5 separate regions of the Mus musculus genome follow, and regions 2, 3, 4 and 5 are each linked to region 1. Evidence: chromatin contacts called from public Hi-C and promoter capture Hi-C data. All regions are on one chromosome and are shown on one strand. Each heading gives the region's core, a stretch centred on a gene start, on an enhancer-like site or on the middle of the called end of the contact. The rest is flanking DNA. Distances are from core to core; before and after follow the strand shown.

Region 1 (2,846 bases), core at 215-2,714:
ACCCACCACTTCCAAGATCTGCAAAGGCCCAACCCTCACATTGAGCAGGGACCCAGCTCGGTCCAACACTGCATCTGAGCTCATGGGATTTCAGTGCCCAAGAGTCCGTGCCTAATGTCCTTTTTGTAGCTTAACCAAGGATGTGGTGACCTACTTCCTTCACAACATATAACACGGAACCCTTTCTTCTGTGATATGTTGGAGGAAATGGATGCCACAGCACACTTGTCTATACTTTATTAGACCCTGGGCCCCAACTCTCCCCAGGTAAGCCTTCCTTTCCAACTTTGGGGTTATTTGCAATTTACTCTTGAACTCTGCCCCTTTGAGACCTAGAGCAGGCTGGAAGCTGCTTGTGTTCAGGGTCCTGATACTTCATGTCACTTCTCTGGGCTTCTGATGCCTTGTCAGTGCAGCCAAGCACATGGAGTAAGTCCTTGCATGAAGATAAAGCATGAAGAAATAGTTTGTCAGAGCTATTCAAATTCTTTTTAAACTTTCTACTTCAAAAATAAAATATGGGCTGGCAGGAGGGTCAGTGGTTAGAGATGCTTGCTGGCAAGCTTGACAACCTGAATTTGAACCCTGGGACCTGAGAGACTAGGTCTTAGTTAGTTACTATTGCTGAGATGCAACACCATGACCAAGGCAACTTACAGAAGAAAGTATTTCAATGGGGCTTACTTACAGTTTCAGAAAGTTAAGTCTATGGTCATCGTGGTGGGGAATGTAGCAGCAAGCAGGCAGGCAGGCATAGTATGGAAGCAGTAGCTAAGAGCTTACATCCTCATCAGCAAGCAGGAGGAAAAGAGAGTGAGACTGGACCTGTCTTGGGTTTCCTAAACCTTAAAGCCCACCCCCAGTGACATAACTCCTCCAACGGGCCACACCCTACGCCAGCAAGGCCATGTCTCCTAACAGTGTTCAAACATTCCCACTAACTGGGAACTGAGCATTCGACCATGAGACTATGGGACCATTCTCATTCAGACCACCACAGACTAGACATTTGATGCCTGATAGACAGACAGATAGGGAGAGGGGCCATGACTAAGACAGGTAAGTAATAAGGATAAGTCAACTTCCAAGATGGTGGCTTCTTCCTTGCCCTTCTGACCAGAGACCAAAGCCTGGCAGCTTAAAACCAAAGACTAGCAGGCTTTTTTTTTTCTCCAGCCAGTGAGATCAGCATGCTGAAGGACTGGTCAGACAAGTTCAAAGCCAGATGTTTACACCAAAGTTGTAGACCTCTCAGCTACCCTGTCATTTACCCTGACCATCCCTAGATTAGGAGAGGAGGGCCCATCAACTGATGCTTAAACCCGAGCCCCAGATGAGAGACTGCATCTGAGCCCCGCCCCCTCTCTGCATCTGAGCCCCGCCCCCTCTCTGTATCTGAGCCCCGCCCCCTCTGTTTGGCAGAGAGGTTTTTCCCTCTGTGTCTTGCTGTACCTGTGAGTTTCCTCCCCCCAATCAACGTCTTTCTTTAACCGCTGACTCTGCTACTCTGCTGTGTTTGCAATGTCTCTACCTCTATCTGCTGTGCTCAAGACTTTCCTGCCTTTTAATTCTTTATCTTGCAGAGAAAGTCAACCAGTTCAAGACTCCTGTCCCCTGAGGGAGAATCAACTTTTACAGATTGTCCTCTAACCTTCATCCATGCAGTGATACAAGCACACACACACTCATGCACACACTCACGTACACACACACACAAGCTGAAAGAAAAAGAGGAAGTGTCTAATGAAACTGCCCTCCTTAACTATGGTCTCCTGGAGATTCAAACCTTTGTTGGCTCCTGCCCCCTCTAGCCTTCAGCTGCTATTCTCTGGGTCTCAGCCTCTAGAGCTTCCTGCTTCCAGTCCTGACCTTTAACCTCTATCTCCCAGCTTCCTGCCCTCCAGTCTCAGCCTGCAATCTCTAGCTCCCAGCCTCTAGCCTCTTGGCTCTCGCCATCTTCATTTCAGAGGCAATCTTTTTCCATATCCTTAACACTTTCCTCTCTATATATTTTTTTCTATTTGAAATTGTCCAGGACCTTTTAAGATGAGGGCCACTGTTTTACAGGGAATGTTCACCAATTCGAAAATCACTGTGTGACAATTCATATTGTGGAATTCATACAAATGAGGTTTTGAGAAATATGCATATGTTTGGGTTTTTTTAACTTTAAAAAATGTAGCTGGGTAGTGATGGTGCACGCCTTTAATCCCAGCACTTGGGAGGCAGAGGCAGGCAGATTTCTGAGTTCAAGACCAGCCTGGTCTACAAAGTGAGTTCCAGAACAGCCAGGGCTACACAGAGAAACCCTGTCTCAGAAAAAAAAAAAAAAAAAAAGTAGAGCAAAAAGAGAAGACAAATGTACAGCAACCACCATAGGATAATGAGTGTTTATAGGATAATGAGTGTTTATAGGATAATGAGTGTTTGAGGGGTTCTGGCAATTCTCATTTTGAAGGAAAACCAAGGATTTATAGTGACTGCCTCGCTGGCTGCCATGCTGAACTTCCAAAGTCCTTCAGAACACTCATGCCTGCAATCTGCCTTCTGTCCTTTCTTTCTTCTTCTTCTTTTTCTTCTTTTCATTCCATTTTGGTTTGTTTTTATGAGACAAGGCCTAACTCTGTAGCGTTGGCTGGTCTGGCCCTTACTATGCAGCCTGGGTTGACCTAAATCTTAAGATAGTCCTCTTGCGTGAGTCTCTTGGACACCAGTATTAGACATGAACCTTTCACACCTAGCCCTGTGGTTGGTTTTCATTTGCTTAGCACAGATATTCTCTAGATCACCCATGTACATTATCATAAGCCTTACCAAGGGAAACCCAATCCTGTCTTCTCTGCATA
Region 2 (2,846 bases), core at 137-2,636, 770 kb before region 1:
GCGCAGCGCCACGGTGCCGGGACGGTAGCGGTGAGGCTTCTTCACGCCGCCGGTGGCCGGGGCGCTCTTGCGGGCGGCTTTGGTGGCCAGCTGCTTGCGCGGGGCCTTGCCGCCGGTGGACTTGCGAGCGGTCTGCTTAGTACGAGCCATTCTTGGGAGGAGATACACAAAAGTGCAGGACGAAAGAAATCTTGCCCTTAAATATACTAAGAAACATTTTGATTGGCCTTGCAACTTTTTGAAAGTCGCGCGCTACAAATTCATTGGCTGGGAAATAGCCCGTGTGATTGGTAGTTTTAAGAGTATCTGATTGGCTACCTTGTTCTGACACTCTAGTTACGTTTTGTTCTTACAAAAAAAAGAAAAAATTAAAATTGGTATTTTAATGGAGTTTTTATCTCCAGATGGAATCACAATCTTGTTTTCGAGATGCGGTGATTGCAAGTCTGAGTGCCTAGACGTTGCTCCATTCCTTTGTAATTTTGTGTTACAAGGTACAAAGCGTAATAACTTGTAACTACTTTGGAGTTGGGTAAAGTAAAATCATGATCCAACAATCTTAACTCACATTCTTGGTCTTAAAGGGGGCAACTAGTATGTCAAGCGCTGTGGGTGAGTTATTTTAAAGGTTACCAATCTTTACTTCGTAGAAAACTGGGCTTTTAAATATGAACACTCACTACTCAAAGAAGTATTTGTGTATTTTCTACAGAAGGGGAAGGCACTATAGGTACTGCATCACAAGCTGATCTTGGGAAAAAGTGCATAGCTCTTAAGAGCCGTTAGATACGTCAATAGTAGAATTTCTTGACTTGAATCTATTTCCCTTGGCCTTGTGGTGGCTCTCGGTCTTCTTGGGCAGCAGCACGGCCTGGATGTTGGGCAGGACGCCGCCCTGCGCGATGGTCACGCGGCCCAGCAGCTTGTTGAGCTCCTCGTCGTTGCGGATGGCCAGCTGCAGGTGGCGCGGGATGATGCGCGTCTTCTTGTTGTCGCGGGCCGCGTTGCCCGCCAGCTCCATGATCTCGGCCGCCAGGTACACCGGAGCGCCGGCGCCCACGGCTCACGAGGAACTAACTGTAGGCCGGCCCGGGAGGAGCCGGTCTTGGCTTTGGCGGGAGCCTTGTCGCACTGCTTGCAGTGTCCAGACATTACTAAAAGTTCCCAAATAAGGAAACACTGTAACCTACTGTTAACATACCACATAGATTGTGTAGTGTCACGAAATATCGCTGTCCTATTGGTCAAAATGGTCTTCTTCTCTTGCCCAATTGTAGATGGGATTTTGAGTCTCTTATTTGCATAAAGCCTTTGAGGCCATTATTCTTAACCAATCAAAAGTAAAAGCACTTGCTCCTTCATTTGAATTTCAGGAGTATAAATAAAATAAGTGCGCCCTCACTGCCTACCAGTTTCTGACCATTTTGTGTGTCTTCTTTTGAACAGAATGCCAGAGCCTTCTAAGTCTGCACCAGCCCCTAAGAAGGGATCTAAGAAAGCCATCTCTAAGGCGCAGAAGAAGGATGGCAAGAAGCGCAAGCGCAGCCGCAAGGAGAGCTATTCGGTGTACGTGTACAAGGTGCTGAAGCAAGTGCACCCCGACACCGGCATCTCCTCCAAGGCCATGGGCATCATGAACTCGTTCGTGAACGACATCTTCGAGCGCATCGCGAGCGAGGCGTCCCGCCTGGCGCATTACAACAAGCGCTCGACCATCACGTCCCGGGAGATCCAGACGGCCGTGCGCCTGCTGCTGCCCGGGGAGCTGGCCAAGCACGCCGTGTCGGAGGGCACTAAGGCCGTCACCAAGTACACCAGCTCCAAGTGAGCTCGTAGGGCTCACAACAAACCCAAAGGCTCTTTTAAGAGCCACCCACACTTTTCAGAAAAGAAGTTGTAATATATGACCTAACTTTGTTAGCCAAATATGTCTTTATGAAAAGTGGAATTGAGCATTTGCTCTGAGTTTAAAGGCTGAGGTCACAATCATTGCCATTTTCCCACTTTGTGTCATGAGTTTCGATGTTGTACATATTGAGTCTAGGTATTTTACTCAGTGCTTTGTAGCAGTGCTATCTGTAGGAGTTGGCCTTTAATGTATTTAGTCTTTCAAATTAGCTTCCTACTGTGAGATTGAGTATTAAAACATTACAGCCAATTGCGCTTCAGTGAAAAGCAACCACAGCTTTCTAATTTTTTTTGTTTGTTTCTTATGTCTTGGGACATTTACATTCAGGGTAGGATATTGACAATAGATGGAACCAGAGGAGTTATAAATACTTGAAGCAACTTAGCTTTTTTGAAAAACCACCATGTTGACAATTGGATTTCCATGACTTACAAAGTAATTGTTAAAAAACTGGTAAAGGCTTTGACTGGGAAAAAGTCAGTGCCTCGAGCATTTGTGCTAGGGCAGGAAAACTAGGAATCAGATGGGGCAAATGGCTTAACGGGTGTTAAGTTTTAAATTTCTTTTTTCTTTTTTTTTCATTTTTAAACTGTCTGAGAATATGTGGTGACAGGAGAAAATAAAGTTGCTCAGAATGAGTAGTTCATGGAAAATATTTTAAAATATTTTATCCATGATTCGGGACTTCACCCCTGCTTTCTCATTGGTTTATCGAATCCTTGAATATGAAAGGCAGGCTCCTGAAAAGGCTAGGCAAAGACTTCAAGAGCTCTTAGAATGCTGGGTAGTGGTGATATACCTTCCTTTAATCTTGGGAGACAGAGGCAGGAGGATTTGAATCTGAGGCAAGCCAGTCCTTCAGAGAGAATTCCAGGACAGTTGAGGGCTACACAGAGAAACCTGGACTACAAAACACACACCCACACCCACACACACA
Region 3 (2,846 bases), core at 212-2,711, 680 kb before region 1:
AAACAGTGGGTTTGAAGTACCACCTCACCTTTGAGGCAAGGACAAACTCCTTCACGAGCTTGGAAGGCAATGAATCTGTTGTCTACTTCCAAGCTATTGGCAGGATCGTCTAAAGAAATGAACAAGCTTGGCCTCTGGTGTGCTGGTGTGGGTGTTCCGAGCTCAGCCCCTTTGTTGGAAATCAATGTGGAGGTACCTCAAAAAGCTAGACATAGGACTATCATGTGATCAAGCCAGAACATTTCCTGAGAATATTCTCAACAGACTCTATATTCTACTGTAGATTTATTTACTCATTCATGTTTATTGCTTCTCTGTTCACAATCACCAGGAAATGAAAAGGTTTAAAATGTCCCATCACCTGATAAATGTGTAATGATACATGGAAGATTATTCAACCATAAAGAAAAATCAAACTACAAAATTATCAGTTCGGTGCATTTCTCAGCCCTCATCAGGGAAGCTTCTTTTTATAGTATAAGGTGATTAATACAAAGACCCACGGCTTGTCAAAATCTAGGGAGTAAGAGACTGTGGTATGATCAGCTTTAAAAGGGCATCTGTGTCACATTCTTGATCATAAGGCTCAGGAAGCATTGTAGAAGAGGCATCTTAAGCACCAGAGGTAGTGGACATCTACTGCAAAACCTTCTTTGCCAGACAAGACAGCGCTGTTGTACACGTGAGCTCACAGCAGCTGTGGCTGTAAACACAAGACCTGAGCAAGATCCAGCCAGCCAAAATCTCGCCACGGTCAGGGCGGGAGCTCATGAAGTCTCACCCATGGCCGAGGAGCTATTGGCAATTTATGGCTGCTAGCCGGTGAGAGCATCAGTTTTCTTCAGGGATTCAGATTCTAAGATGCTATCCATATTCCATTAGATAGTTCAACACCTATGAACACACAGACAACACTACGTGACTCAGTAGGGAGGAGGAGGAGGAGGAGGAGGAGGAGGAGGAGGAGGAGGAGGAGGAGAAGCAATGAAGAAGCATGAACTTGAGAGGGAAAAGTGACAGTGGGGAATGGGAGGAATTTGTTGGCAAAAATGAGTGAGGTCTGATCACAATGCATCATGTGCATGTATAAAAGTTTTAAGCGGTTACTTAAGTGAGTTAGAAAACTTGCCATTGTACATGGTAACATGTGCAAATTGAGATGTAGGTACGAGCATTGTTTTATGTAGTTTATCAACAAACATAGAAGTAATTAAGACAGGAAAAAAGTCATGGGGAATAAATACTGAATTTATGAGAAGCTTGTGGGTTTTGTCCATTTGATTTGGTTAACAACGTTACTAAATAAGATTATGGCCCACATAGTTCAAAGAAGCAAAAGAAAATTAAAGACCAGACAAAAAAAAGAGGGGGTAAAGTACAAAATGTGTTTAATTTGTAACTTATCCCATTTCAAACCGGAAAAAGGAAATGTCTTTAGAAATACTGCAAGGCAATGTGACTAATAACTGCCTGCAGGTGTCAGACCCAGTAGATCCTTCTGGGGTGCTGGCAAGACACTGGACAAGGACGAAGGCTGTGAAGCTCACAGCTGAAAGCAGGGGGTGCTTCAGCCTGTCATTAATGATTAATAATTGGAGTCATGGAGTGACACAGAATACTGAGTGGTCTGGTAAGAGGTAAGAGAAGCCTGTCCAGAGGAAACACAGGAAGGCCTACCTCAGTCACTAAGTTGGTAAGTCACTTACTTTCATTGGGTAGCCAAAGATCTGCACTGTCCTTGAATACCAGCTGAGGGTTGCTATACATCCCTCCTCCAACTTCAAATGTTCTCCTGCTGACAAAATAAAAACATGTTCATACAATGTAAAAACCTATGTCTACAAAGGCAATGGGGAAGCAAGAGTGAGGAAGACGGAAAAATGGAGGGAGAGGCAAAGGGAAGGGGGAAGGGGGAGAGAAGGGGAAGAAGATAACGGAGGATGGAGAAAGAGAGGGAGAAGGGAGGGGAAAAGAGGGTCCAAGAGGGAGGGGAAAAGGAGGAACATACAGAGACAGCGGGTAAGGAGAGGGAGGAGAAGAAAGAGAGGGAGAGGAGAGACTGGAAACTGAAGAGTTTGTGCTAGATCACCATAGGAATTGGTGGAGACAATAGCAGCTGTGGAGACAGATCCAAGAAACACATACTATAAAGGAATGTTTTTAAAACTTTTACGTAGTCACATAAAATCATGTATGTGTGTAGAAGTGACTTGTCCAGAGAATCAAGGGAGGTAGATCTACCATACCCAACAGAACTTGTTATTTAAAAAAAAAAATTGAATGAGAGAGACAGAGACAGAGACAGACAGAGACAGAGAGAAACAGACAGAGAGAGAATGGTAAGGGGAAAGTCAAAGTGTCTCATGAACAAACATCAGTTCTTTTGCTAATGAGCTCAATGGCCTAGGAGAAGAGAGTCAGTGAGTTTTCTGAGGTCCATGGCCCTGCCTGGGTCCTGAGTCTACAGCAGTGGTTGTAACTACTCTTGTTAGTCTGACAGCTGCTGGGGACATGAAGAACAGTGTGAGCATTGTGAAAACCACTCTAGATAAAATGGTGTTAGCAATCACTTCTTTGCCTGTTACATCATCAATACAAAAAGCACACAGCTCTTACCTTACAGCAAACATGACATTATACTGGAGCCATATTTGAGAGACCATGGTCTGGGAACAGAGATTTAGGTTATGCCAGATGTTCATGTCCCAATATGGAAGCCGTCTCATGAATTTTATAGTTTTATAGAATGACAAAAGTCATAAATCAAGGCAAGTTTAAAATACACTAGAGTCTACATAGAGAGGCAGACACAGCAAGATGGGGAAGTTTTTCTAAGGCCTCAGATG
Region 4 (2,846 bases), core at 113-2,612, 620 kb before region 1:
CTGCAAAGGGAGTCTCAATTAAAGCATTGATCAAAGTAGATTAGCCTATAATGTGTTTTTAGCTGGTGCAAGAGAATCCAGCCCATTGTGGTCAGGACCACCCAGAAGCAGATGGTCCTGGGCTATATAAGAATCTAGTGAAATGTGAGGTTATGTCCTACTACCTCCCCCAACCCATGCAATGGACCACCACTCCTGGGATCGCACTGGAACCCCCCAAGCCAACTTTCTTATGCAGTGTGACCACTGAAAATCAGAACCTGATTATGTCCCTTCCCATTAAAATACCTCCACTGATTTCAATGTAAAGACCAACACTCTTTCTTCACTGGGTCCACAGCGCCACGTGTGTTCTTGACCTCCATACTTCTAGAACCTCTCATAGCCCACTCTGTTCTTATTCACCCGATTTTTCTCTCCTGCACCAAACCTTTCTATATGCTGCAGATTTTCCCAGAGGGTCTTCCTAGAACATCCCTAGCACCAGGCTCCTACATGAAGTGACCTTCAGATTCCAGCTCAATTGATGCTGTGTAATGGCGGCCACCCTTAAATTAGAGCATGACACTTCCTTATTTTAGTAAGATGTGCCCCTCCTTATTACATATTGCACAGCTATCACTACGCACTCCCTTGTGATACTTTTAGTAAAGTCACATATCCCCCTGTGATAATGAACTACTACAAGCTGTTCATGATTATGATGTCTGACCTGTTTCCATACACACTAATGTATCCATTAATATTCATTTAGTGTTTGAGCATTTCTCTTCTCTTTTGTTGTTCCTGTGTCACCTGTGTGGATTCTTAATGAAAAGAGACATTGGAAATGAAGTGAAGCAAGCACGGGTCTCACATACATTTTTAGGAGACATTTTACATCAAATGAGGCCTGGTGAACAATGGCTGCGATTGTAAGCATCAGAGAAACAGGCATAGGGTATCCATGATGCTGCAAAGCAGTACCTGAGGAGATCAGAGACACACAAGGCAATTCTACTCCCTAAGACTAAGACATAAGGGATTTGCACAAATCTACATACAGATGAGGGACCCAGGCTAAAGTGGTCAGAAAGAAGAAAGATGTGAATAGAACAGTGGACTCCAGAGAGTGCCTGGGTGGTTGGTGTTCTTATTGCAGAAGTGGTTTTGATCCAAAGCCAGGATCCACATACAGAAAGCTGTCTGGAATGACTAGATTCTACTACTCCTCTTGTATTAGTTGAAGAAAGTTCATTGCTTTTTGCATGATGGATTAATTTTTTTATTGCTCTTCATCCTGACTATTTTCAGTTAGACATCCTACACGCACCAAGAGCCACAGTAATTCTTTAACCTCCTCACTTGGCTACAGCTGCAGAACTTCCGGCTCACAAACATCCTGTTTTCCAGGCTGTCGGTTCTCTTTGCTGACAGCTTAGAGTTCGTGGTATCATTCTCCTGTGGTTCCAACTCGTCACTGCTGTACTTCGGGGCAAACTCTCCTCCAGTCCCATGGCAACAGGGGAAAGTATAGAGGATTTGTAGAACCTGTGATTTCAGGAGCACACAGTTCTAAATAACCAGTCTTTTCTTTCCTTTGTGAAATCTCCAGGCATGGAAAAAAATACCTTTAGTATCACACAGCCAGGGTCTCTTAAATGATCCTGAAATGAAGCCTCTTCCAGTAGGAGAGCTTTAGCTGTCCAGTGGGCACAAAAGCAAGTCTTTTTTACTCATCACTAACGTTGCTCAGAGATGGGTGAATGTCGGTTCCTTAGCCCAGTCCTGTACCTCTGCCCGGCTGAAGATGAGGTAGAAGAGCAGGCCTACTACATCAATAGCAGCTGCAAGGAAGAAGACATTTCTCCAGCCAAACTCTGAATCCTGGAGACAGGAAGCTACCTGTTAGTAATGGTGGCTTGCTTCTTGCCCCTGGCTCAGAACAGTTGTGGTTCTACACCTTGATGTTCCTTCTTCTATCTCAGCTCAGCCTTCATGGCTCCCATCTTGCTTCTGGGATAGAATGTTGCATGCCCCACACCAGGACCACATACCCCCTCTTCCCTCTGCTAAAGGCACTTCCCATCATTTGAGTCACTTTCTCACTTTTACTCTAGCACTTGTTTAATGTCACCTTTTCAAAGATTCCTCTTTGACCACACACACACACACACACACACACACACACACACAATCAGCCATGTTTCCTACTCTCTCTTTTCAGAATAATATGTCTGTAATTCACTTTAGTTTTCTGTCAATTTCTTTTTTCAATATGGATTTCATGGGGTACGACTGGGAGACTTTTGTATGTTTGTTTGCTAAAACAATTGGTTTAGTACATGCTAATATTTAATAGTTTGTTGAATGAATGAATGTACTGATCAGTCAGTCAAGTGGCAAGAGAAACAAAGCCTCTATGAGAATTACCTTTTAAACAATCCCTAGCAGTGTGCTTTCGGAGACTAGGAAGGAATGGAAGCTTCAAAAGCAAGAGGGAATTTGATTTCATTAAAACAAAAATCTTTTCTTAATCTCCTGCCTTTTCCCTGAGTTACTAACACACAGTCATGGGCAAGTTAAAAATGAGGATTTTTATAAATGTCACAGACATCCATTTCCATCTGAAATTTATATCTGTATAATTCTTAGGCAATGATCAAGTCATTGGGTTTAATTATTTATTTTTTTTTAACCTTCTCTTCTTTCAAGGATTTGTTTGTGAGACAGATTAACAACGTGACCAAACTGGCCTCACAAGTGCGGGGATTATAAACATGCACCGCCTTGCCTCGTATATTGTAACTATGTCAAGGTGTTTGTTCCCGGATGGAAGGCTTCAGACTTAGAAAGCAGCATCCCAG
Region 5 (2,846 bases), core at 149-2,648, 600 kb before region 1:
GACAGATACCGACAAGATTCCAGCTTACACCATCTGCAATTCAGAATAAAATTGACAAACAACTTAAATCCAAACCAACACTGGCAGAATGAAATGGGTCAAGCCTGAGATTGTGCTTGGAAACCTAAAACCATCTGCTGACTCTTGTTCACACCTTAGGGAGACTGGTTGGACAGAAGAGTCTCTCACTCATGGAACTGAAGACAGGATTCAGGCCAGCTTTTTCCTTTCTAGCTTTCCAGACCCTTGCAGTGACGCAATGCCTCAGAGTTCACCAGCCTCTGGCTCATTCACTGACCCAGTAAACATATGTGCAATAAATGGAAGGCTTGCTTCCGTGGCTTTCTCCAGCATGACTGGAGGTTTGCTCGCATGAGTGGCTCTGCGTCTACTTAAACAGAAGACCTTAATCTCTGGAGTTTGTCAGTTAGAGGAAGAGGGTTGGACAAGGCTGCTGAAGGGCAAAAGACATGACCACAGACAGCATGCAGGACACATGCTCCAGTGAGTCACAGAGTACAATATGATAAGAAAGAAAAACAAGAATGGCCTAGTTAGGAAGGAAGCAGAAGAGTACAGATGATAACAACTAAGGGGCTGACAGTGAGAACATACGATCTGCCTATTCTAACCACCCAGTCTGTTGGTATACCGTGGCTGTCTCTGAGCTGAGAGGGAAGTCCTCTCCCAGGAACATGACAGCAAAAGAAAAGAGCACTCTGGACCACTGCATAAAGCCATAGGGGGTTTTATTTGCTTCAGTCCCCCATTCTCCCATGAAAATTCTGTTTACTCTGGTTTTTTTGTTAATTTGACCTTTGAAGCCTATTAAAAATATTCTTTAAAACAACAGGGTGTTTTGGTTTGGTTTGGTTTGGTTTTTTTGCCTCAGTCTGTTTGGTTAGTGCTGTTTCTACAAACTAGTGTATCTCACAAAAACAAGTTAAATGCATGAGTGCTTTGTGCAATTTTCCAGCGTCAGTAACCCTAAGAAATGCAAGACCTGACCTTACGATTGGTGTTCCCTTCTAGTTGCTTCAGACAGTATTCTCTCTCCCTTTCTCCCTGTTTCCTACCTTTCCTGTCCCCACCCACCCACCGCTGGCTTTTGTCTCCCTCTTCCATGTCTGTCTTCCTCCCTCCCTCTCCTTCTGGAGTTCCTATAGACCTCGTTTGTTTTAGGAAAAAGCAGCCTCCTGTCTCACTTTTCACAACCATCTCCCAAAAGAAACCCAGTCCTGCACACCACCTATAATCTCAACAGGAAAAGGTCCGTTCCCACACCGTCAGAACCAGAGCAAGAACTGGAAAGCAAACCTGAGGAAGGCGGAGAGCCGGCTCTTGGCTGGGATCCTATCGGTTTCTCAGCTTTCTGCAGCTGTCTAACCCAGAGGAGTGAATTATTACTCAGGGCCTTTAGCTTTTATCTTACCAAATGGAGGCTTTTATTGGCTCAACCATTTAATTTTTAACTTTGTTTTATTATTTAATTGATGACCTGACCATGTTCACTCTATCTTCCTCATACTTGAAGTTCATGTGAAGTCACATACATCTTCCCAGATTCTCTGTGGGTCCTGCTACTACTCTTGCTTGCCTCATTTTTAACTTTTACATTATATGTGATTATTTATGTGTTAGAGTGTGTGTGGGTAAGTTTTCACTTATTGAGGTCAAAGGACAGCTTTCAAGACTGGGTTTTTCCCTTCCACCATGTTGATCTCAAGGTCACAATTCAAGCTATTGAGCACAATGACACTTATCTTTCCCTGCCAAGCTATCAGGTCAACCCTCTGAGCAGCTCATTAATGGCATCTTCATCATCTATGATCTCAGGAGTACAATAATCTTCATAGATAGGGTTACATCTTGTCTCTTAAGTGGCTGTTTTCCACCATATCCATGTTTAATAGAACTAATTTTACACAGAGAGCAGCTATAGGCCTACTGACCTTATAGAAGCCAGACACTTAGAGCTTAACATATTCTCAGGCCAGAGGCTTACTGCTCTAGGATTAATCTAGTGGTCTCAGCACTTGGTCCTCAGCTTCCAGCAGTGGTGCACACAACAGAGCCAGCGACATCCGGGGCTGCAGCTCTCGTACAAGCATCCAATCTTGGGACCTACGATGATAGATGTTGCGCTGTTTAGGATTCTGAGCTGTTGACAGACTCTTTTGCAGCTAATGGACCCGTGGTATCTGAGACCCTTTTGGTAGGTCTCTGGAACTCTTCCAATGACCTCATTTTCCTGTCTTCAGCTCTTCCTGGCTTTCGTGATCTCTGCCCTACCATCGCTGCTACCTTTGCTGCCTCCGCTGTGACCAGTGCTGCTGATTGATCCACGGTTGCAACTGTCACCCTTAAATCCTCTGTCCCCTCACCCTTCCTTCCTGTTACCAACTCATCCTGCTCTAAAATGATAAAGATCAAGCACAGGTGAGAATAGATCACCTGAGAGTTCTATCTTAGGCCTCAGGCTCATGCTGCTACATCAGGATGTTGTCTCTCACCAGAGTGACAAAGTGAACCAAACAACCTGTTAATGTAGCCAGAACAAGGTACAGCAAGGAGTCTGCCCTGTCCTCCAAACATTGCTTCTTCCAAATGAACCACACTTGCATCCTCCAGAGGGGCCTCTGCAAATGGAGCATTGTAGGCGCCAACCATAGATCTCTTTGTGGTCAGCAGTCTCTGGCTAGTGGGAGGCTTCTGACACAGTCTGGGAAATGTCAGGGCTATGTCTGAGCAGCTGGCAGCTGTGGCTGATATATTACCTTCTCAAGTGTTTTGTGGGGAATTCAAAATAGCAGAGCTGGCATGAAGGGAGGGTTGCTGGCTGTGGA

What was found. Promoter capture Hi-C pulls out the DNA fragments that hold promoters and counts their contacts. Hi-C and Micro-C count contacts between places; a contact is called where the count stands out from the background.
Region 2: a contact with region 1 is called in a promoter capture Hi-C map of pre-B cells. The contact joins the promoter of H2bc3 here to the enhancer-like site in region 1. A contact is called at or near these places in 5 of 39 promoter capture datasets (the C10 cell line, the HPC-7 cell line, HPC-7-derived erythroid cells and 2 more) and 1 of 115 datasets of contacts at active chromatin or transcription factors (memory CD8 T cells).
Region 3: a contact with region 1 is called in a promoter capture Hi-C map of pre-B cells, with 2.0 times the contacts expected there. The contact joins the promoter of Slc17a3 here to the enhancer-like site in region 1. A contact is called at or near these places in 4 of 39 promoter capture datasets (cranial neural crest, embryonic stem cells and pre-B cells) and 1 of 15 datasets of contacts at CTCF or cohesin (embryonic stem cells).
Region 4: a contact with region 1 is called in a Hi-C map of the HPC-7 cell line, with 2.9 times the contacts expected there. The contact joins two enhancer-like sites. A contact is called at or near these places in 1 of 484 Hi-C or Micro-C datasets (the HPC-7 cell line) and 1 of 9 other capture datasets (embryonic stem cells).
Region 5: a promoter capture Hi-C map of pre-B cells shows a contact between it and region 1, with 2.0 times the contacts expected there. The contact joins the promoter of Slc17a4 here to the enhancer-like site in region 1. A contact is called at or near these places in 5 of 39 promoter capture datasets (the HPC-7 cell line, embryonic stem cells, hippocampal neurons and 2 more) and 2 of 9 other capture datasets (embryonic stem cells and pancreatic islet).

Annotation. Positions count from the first base shown.
Region 1 is chr13:24,513,772-24,516,617 of GRCm38.p6, forward strand. It overlaps a transcript of Ripor2 not described here. Among named protein-coding and RNA genes, the nearest start is that of Gm22013, 28 kb to the left of the region's middle. Within about 2 kb of position 1,465, at least 32 of the 459 cell types and tissues checked have an H3K27ac peak or open chromatin away from gene starts, as enhancers often do. A contact at or near this core is called in the HPC-7 cell line, memory CD8 T cells and pre-B cells, where this site is marked.
Region 2 is chr13:23,745,348-23,748,193 of GRCm38.p6, forward strand. It overlaps H2bc3 (H2B clustered histone 3), which reads left to right and starts at 1,387. Exons shown (of 1, transcript NM_175664.3): 1 at 1,387-1,876. The coding sequence starts at 1,448. The coding sequence ends at 1,828. It overlaps H3c3 (H3 clustered histone 3), which reads right to left and starts at 174. Exons shown (of 1, transcript NM_175653.2): 1 at 1-174. The coding sequence starts at 150. It also overlaps the pseudogene H2ac5-ps.
Region 3 is chr13:23,837,973-23,840,818 of GRCm38.p6, forward strand. Slc17a3 (solute carrier family 17 (sodium phosphate), member 3) reads left to right here and starts at 1,462. Exons shown (of 12, transcript NM_001164743.1): 1 at 1,462-1,693.
Region 4 is chr13:23,897,044-23,899,889 of GRCm38.p6, forward strand. Slc17a4 (solute carrier family 17 (sodium phosphate), member 4) reads right to left here. Exons shown (of 12, transcript NM_177016.3): 12 at 846-1,866. The coding sequence ends at 1,732. Among named protein-coding and RNA genes, the nearest start is that of Slc17a4, 17 kb to the right of the region's middle. Within about 2 kb of position 1,363, at least 30 of the 459 cell types and tissues checked have an H3K27ac peak or open chromatin away from gene starts, as enhancers often do. A contact at or near this core is called in the HPC-7 cell line, where this site is marked.
Region 5 is chr13:23,913,609-23,916,454 of GRCm38.p6, forward strand. Slc17a4 (solute carrier family 17 (sodium phosphate), member 4) reads right to left here and starts at 1,399. Exons shown (of 12, transcript NM_177016.3): 1 at 1,318-1,399.